Linked DNA regions of Mus musculus: region 2 is linked to region 1. Evidence: chromatin contacts called from public ChIA-PET data. All regions are on one chromosome and are shown on one strand. Each heading gives the region's core, a stretch centred on a gene start, on an enhancer-like site or on the middle of the called end of the contact. The rest is flanking DNA. Distances are from core to core; before and after follow the strand shown. Region 1 overlaps Rexo5 (RNA exonuclease 5). Region 2 overlaps Mosmo (modulator of smoothened).

The links. ChIA-PET counts read pairs in DNA pulled down with a chosen protein or histone mark.
Region 2: an RNA polymerase II ChIA-PET map of effector CD8 T cells shows a contact between it and region 1, with 8 times the contacts expected there. The contact joins two enhancer-like sites. A contact is called at or near these places in 4 of 39 promoter capture datasets (the HPC-7 cell line, cranial neural crest, maxillary cranial neural crest and 1 more) and 4 of 115 datasets of contacts at active chromatin or transcription factors (bone marrow-derived macrophages, effector CD8 T cells, large pre-B cells and 1 more).

What each region holds. Positions count from the first base shown.
Region 1 is chr7:119,799,510-119,802,883 of GRCm38.p6, reverse strand. It overlaps Rexo5 (RNA exonuclease 5), which reads right to left. Exons shown (of 20, transcript NM_001370778.1): 3 at 3,207-3,319; 4 at 1,528-1,654; 5 at 47-143. Among named protein-coding and RNA genes, the nearest start is that of Rexo5, 7.1 kb to the right of the region's middle. Within about 2 kb of position 1,718, at least 14 of the 459 cell types and tissues checked have an H3K27ac peak or open chromatin away from gene starts, as enhancers often do. A contact at or near this core is called in effector CD8 T cells, where this site is marked.
Region 2 is chr7:120,698,096-120,701,469 of GRCm38.p6, reverse strand. All of the region lies in intron 1 of Mosmo (modulator of smoothened), which reads right to left. Among named protein-coding and RNA genes, the nearest start is that of Gm51495, 7.9 kb to the right of the region's middle. Within about 2 kb of position 1,574, at least 36 of the 459 cell types and tissues checked have an H3K27ac peak or open chromatin away from gene starts, as enhancers often do. A contact at or near this core is called in effector CD8 T cells, where this site is marked.

The sequences.
Region 1 (3,374 bases), core at 469-2,968:
GAGTAAACATCTTTTTACAAACTTCAAACAAGAATTGAAGTCATACCTTCGACAGTCCTACGAAAACTTCTAGCTGATTTTTTCTTCTGCAGCCCAATGATATCAAATAGAAAACTAGATGTTGGAGAAGGCAAGCTGAATTTCTGCAAAATATATTAATAAATCTTTTCATAAATGCTTGAAAACAGACAAAATACTCTTAAAGGTCTAGACTTTCACTGTTGCTTCAGACCTTCATAAAAGTCTAGGCTTTAATAGTTTGTAACTGTACAATGAGAACTATTTCCTTAACATGAAAGAGAGTAAGAAAATAAGAGAACCACATTTACTCCAAAAATCACTACCTGCAAAGTGTTCCTCTCACTCTACACTGTAAAAAGGAAACATTAGGTAAATTTACAACTTAAATGTTTTCAGGGACTTCTATTTCTTTCTTTCACTAGACAGCATACCAGGTAGTCAGGACAGATGATTTAGCAGAGTGGAATAGGTGGAAAGTTCTGGTTACAGGCTCATCTGGGCTAAAATTCCAAATCTACAGTTTATTAGCCCTTAACTTTAGTGAGTTACTCCTTTCTTAAAAATAAAATAAATCAAATAAGTTGTCTCTTAAAGGACAACAGTGGTCATTAAAGATGATGAACATGGTATGATTACTAAAGGGTTCATCATAGAAAAAGTACTCAGTAAAGTGGAAGCAGAGACCAAAGCAAGAGAGCCAGGACCAAAGTAGATTAAGTCTTGCTCATGGACCCAAATGCCTTCAGGATAGATGGACAAACAGGACAGTGGGAAATAGAATAGGCTATGCGGCAAAAGAGCGCATGCCTCTTTTCTAGACGGCAGCTACTAGTAAGCTCCAGATAGTACTATAATGATAGTATTATAATGGTACCTTTAATCCCAGCACTCGGGAGGCAGAGGCAGGCAGATTTCTGAGTTCGAGGCCAGCCTGGTCTACAGAGTGAGTTCCAAGAGGGCTACATAGAGAAACCCTGTCTCGAAAAACAAAAACAAAACAAAACAAAACAAACAAAAAAAAAAAAACCACAAAAAAATTGTTTTCATAGATTCGTTTTTTTGTTTGTTTTAAAGCAAGGTCTGGTCATATAGGTCATGTTGGATTCAAATTCAAACAGGTTCTTGTACCCATGCTAGATTCACATCCTTCTTCCTCAGCCTTCCAGGTGTTAAAATTATGTACCACCACATCCTATATTATGCTTTAAGAGGTACAAAATAGATTTTATGGGAATTTTGCTATTTATAAAATTTCTGTATTACAAATAAAATAGAATCAACCTAGAAGCTATATACTATACCTGGAGAATAACTGGTTTGCTAGATAACCAAAGAAGACCACTGTCAAATTCTAATCTAAATAGGGCTCTTAGTACTTTTGCTGTCTATGTAAACTTCTTGCTGATTGTTTAACTAGGTTGTTGAGAAATATATTCTCAGATGATGCCCCAGTCTCAGGATAGGAGGCTCTAACTTAGCCCCTAATACAAATTTTTCTTATCTTACATGTCTGAATGTCTTTCGGAGAAATCTGAATTCCAAATAGAACCTGTAGAAATGTAGCTGACTCATTCCCTTCAGAATAAAAACCACCACGTTGTTTAGTTGTTTTTGGTGTGAAAGCTGGCACCAGCTGTTGGAAAAAAAAAAAAAAATCAAACCGACATGGCTATAGGCATACAGAAGAAAAGCATGAAAGGGTGACTAACAGCTAATGAAACCTTTCATCAACCACTAACTTCCTGTAACTGGAAGACAGCCTTTACTTCAAAGAACTTAAATAAAATTCTTTGTAATAAATATTTGTTATATTCAAATCAAATGTCAATTGACACTTTTGTGTGTGACAGGATGGAATTAGAAAACAATTTGTGGCATATGGTTCTCTTCTTCTCCCTAAAAATTTATCTTAAATCAGAACTCTGATTTTACAAAGGTTGATTTCTAACATGTTCTGTAACTCTTCCTAAATCAGCACATCAAATGAGGGCTGGTTTCAGTCTAATGACAGGCTGGCGTTCACTCGTTCCTTTGTTCTTTCATTGAGACTGGGTCTTATTACATAGTCCTGGCTGTCCTGGAACTCGCTATATAATCAAGCTAGCCTCAAACTCAGAGATCTGCCTGCCTCAGCCTCCTAAGTGCTGAGATTAAAGGCATGCACCATTATGCCCCACCAGATGGCAGTATTTCTTGCTAAAGAAGATGGGTCTAAGAAATCTAGACAATTTATAATAACCAGGGAGGGTACAGGTAAGGGTGGGGAAGGCTTTGCATCTAAAACTCTTGATGGGTATTGTGATGGGTAGTTTTATGTCAACTTGACACAAACTAGAGTCATCTAAAAGGAAGGAACTTAAAATGGGAAAATTCTTCCATAGGATCTAGCTGTAAGACATTTTCTTAATTAGTGATTCATGGAGGAGGGTCCAGCTTATTGTGGGTGGTACCATCCCTAGGCCAATTGTCCCGTGTTCTATAAGAAAACAGTTGAGCAAGCCATGATGAGCAAGCAGTAAGCAGCACCTCTCCATAGCTTTTGCATCAGCTCCTGCCTCCCTGTTTGAGTTCCCATCCTGACTTTCTTCAATGATGGTCTATGATATGGAAGTATAAGCCAAATAAGCCCTTGCCTCATCAAGTTACTTTGGTGATGATTTTTGCATCATAGCAATAGAAACCATAACTAAGACAGACATAATTTAATTTTCACATCACTAATATCACTGAAAGCATTCAAATATTACCATCTCTTTGTTCTTTATAAGAAAAGTAAAAGACTAACCAGAATTATTAAGATAACATTATGTGATCTCTATCAAATTCACACCAGGGGAAGCAAATTACAGTATCTGTAATAGCCAGAGAGATATAATGAATAAAGTATGCCAGGTAGGACACTAGAGTACACACACCCTTATCTAAAAACTGCTACATCTCTGTCACCTTTGACAAAGATGCTGACTGGTGAGAAAACAGAGAGATGGTTGCTAAATTTTTAAGTTTTTTGAAGAAATCACCAATCTGGATTTTTATACACAAATTGCAAACTATATCTGTCTATCTGTCTATCTATCTGTTTGTATCCACCATCTATCTACCATCTATATCTATGTCAACAACCTACGAATAGACCTCTAGAAACCAGTGTGAAACCTCTGATTTATGAATAGTTTATCTCATACCTGGGTTTAGGAACAGCAGATTTACCCAGAACTGCATACTTCAGCAACTCACACAGCTGTCTATGGGTTACTTCACAGTTGTCAGTAAATAAAATGGTAGATAAGCGAGCTTTCTACAAAGACAAATTAGAATACAGCAAGCTATAATGCTCAGGAATGGCAAAAAAG
Region 2 (3,374 bases), core at 325-2,824, 900 kb before region 1:
TGGAGCCACTTTCACTGCTTATCTCAGTCTCCTCTAACTTGTCAAAATCATTTTGTTTGTTAATTTTCCTTATTTATTCCTTCTTCTCATTCCTGATGCAATGGTTTCTGTTCAAGTCACCACATTCTAATCCTGAAATTATTCAAGTAATTTCTTACCTATTCCTTTCCTTATTTCATCCACTTTTACACACATATGTACACCGAGTCACACACACATACACACATACACACACTGGATGCCTTCTATGTGCCAGGACCGTTCATGGATGCATGCAAGTGTGTCTTATTGTTAATGTGATTGTAGACACAAGGTGATGAAACCATGTACAACCTTATAATAAACAGAAATGAGTACAAATGTAATTGAGGAGCTCAGAATGGACTCTGTGGAATCAGGTATCAACTGGACATGATAGCTCACACCTGTAATTCTAGCACGTGGACGCTGAGGCAGGAGGATTACCAAGTGCCAGCTTGGGCTATTTAGTGAGTTCCAGGATAGCCTGAATACCCTATCTCAAAAAGTAAGTAAACAAAATTCACTGTCAATAGTGTTCCTAAGAGTATAGATTTTTACAAAAACGCTACTCAGGCTGAAATCCCTGCTCATCCCCTGTACAGCTAGGAAATCCCCGTCTCCTTTCCCCAACCTGGCCAGCACTGTGAAAACTCCCTTGTCTGCTTGAAGAAAACTCCGGGCTAACATGTCCCCGTTTCCGGTAACCCACCCAAGAGTGCCCGCCCAGGAGCTCAGATTTTGATCATGTATGGGCATAATCCCGGGTCCTAGTAGGAACTTCATCACACCTCACCTAAACTCTACAAAAACCCTTGCTTTAGCCTGGATGTGTGACTTCACTGAGCTCCACCTGTGAGACCAGTGAACCCATCTGAGAGCTGCCCCTAATAAACCTACCTTTCTCTACTTTTAATCTGATCTAATCTGGCCTATGTCTGTGTCGCTGAGAGAGAGAAAAAGCCTATCAGTTATCACTATGTCTGGTAGAGAAATGAGCCTGTTCAATCAAATAAACATTATACAAAACCCAACAACAAACCAAAACAAAAGGGACTTGGAAGACTGAGACAGGAGGATAATCAAAAGCTTGAGGCCAACCTGGGCTACATGGCAAGACCCTGTCACAAACAAACAAACAAACAAACACTCCAAATAAACCCACACTAGTATGTTTAATGGAGAGAGACTAAACATTTTCCTTCTCAGATAAAGAGTAAAACAAAAGATGTTTGTACTGTAAGTTCTAGCCAGAACAGTCAAGAAAGGAAATTAAATCCTTCAGAATACTACCAGAAGTAATAAATTCTGTAGGAAGTAAGGTCAACATACAAAAATACATTCTTGTATATTAGTAATTAATTTAATATGCCATAACTCAAGAAAGTAAATATACTGACTGTTATAAATGTTTTTATAATAGTAGCTCCTCCAAACCACAACACAACAACAAAACATGCAGGTGTAAACTTGACCAACTCAGTAGTAAGTTCTCACTTCTGTCAGGCGTGTGAGGCCGCGTCGTGCTGAACAAACCAAGTCAGCAGTTCTTAGAGTCATCAGAGAATTGGGGCTACAGGGCAAACCACTGATGACGCACTGTGTGTGTGTGTGTGTGTGTGTCTGTGTGTATGTGGCTATTTTATTGGGTTTTTATACTTCTACCCTTCCAACCCCCCAACACTAGGTAAGAAAGAAAGATAGAGGCAAAAGGGATGTAGACCTCTTTAGACTACTTCCTGCTGATTAGGGATGTCAGGTTCCCTGTGAACAACTCTGAGAGCTGGAAATTCTAAGAGGCGATCTGGGTGGGAGGAGCCACTTTCTGGAGGTTGTCTCTAGGAACCTTATTGGTTTCTAGCTCACAATAATGATCAAGAGGCTGCCTCATGCAGACAACTGGTAAAAGAGCAAACTATCTGTTTTGAAATAAGCCCAGAACATCTGTTCTTTAATAAAAAATGTGGCTGAAAAGAAACCATTTCACCAGAACCCAAGCAGACATCTCAAAAAAGAAAGTACTTTTCTCACCTTAACCAAATATCCAATCCTTCTGGCTTCCTGTCTCAGAGGAGAAAGAACCAAGAAGCCCCTGAAAGGGCCACAACCCAGAATGCAGACATTAAGACTGGACCTAATCCCAGGGCCACAGTGGTTTGCATTCATTGTACACCTTTCCGTCTCATCACAGGGCTCCTACAAGCTGCAACTCAGAGAACAGCAGGCCTCAGGCTTTACTTAAATCTCTAGCAGCTAAGGGAAGGCCGCTATTGCAGAGGATCAGAGTTTAGTTTGCAGCCTCCATGTCATGCAGCTCTCAATGGCAGCTCTGTTAACTGCAGCTCTGAGAATCAAACACCCTCTTCTGGCCACTCACACACACATGAGCACAAACACAGACACAGTTCAAAACAAACAAACAAAAGAGCTTTTAAAAAGCCTTTAAAACTTACCACAGAAATGGAGAAGAACAAAGTCTAAACATATGCGACTCATACTCAAACTATAGGAAACAAAAAAGAAACTGGCAGCTTCATACACTACTTACAGGCAAGTAAAAGAGTGATTGGAACCACAGTGAACAGCTAGCTGATCCAGAAACCCTCCACACTACTCAGCATCACTACTAGGTATATATGCATATAAAAACTCTGTCTACATGAAAATGTGTATGGATATGAATGTTCATATCAGGATTGTTTATGATGACCACAAATGGTGGAAACAACCCAAATATCCATTAACAACCAGGTGCCAGTTAGAGTGAGAAAAGTGTATCCCTGAGTAGCGACAAAAGGGATGGGACTTTGATGCACACTACCCACCATATGGATACTGCTTGAATGCTATGCAGAAATGCCAGTGATAAAAGACCACAGATTAGGATTCCATTTATACAAACCATGTAGGACAGGACAAGAGAAATAGAAAGTAGATTAAATAGCTCCCTAGAAGTAGGGCTGGGGTAGGTGGGGTGAGGGTACAAGGGCTTCTTTTTGAGATAATGACAATGCTCTATAACTGGTTACATCTAGATTGATGGTGGATGTCCAGCTGTGAACATACAAACTGGAGACCATCACACTAATCATTTAAGGTATGAATGTATCTCAGGGAATCTGCTTACACTAGACAACACTCCTCACAGTCCAGTCCCTGTTTCTTACTGCATGCCAGTCACCCGATGCCAGACTTCCTTCACACTGCAGTTCTCCAGCATCCAAGCTTCCAAGTTTTCTAAGTGAAAATGTGTGTGTTGGGGGCAGGGAAGGGGCACCTCTCTGAGGTCTGGCATCCAGATTTCTTCCTACTTGGGACAATCTTATATCCCTTCTTTCTTTGGCCAAGTCCTACAC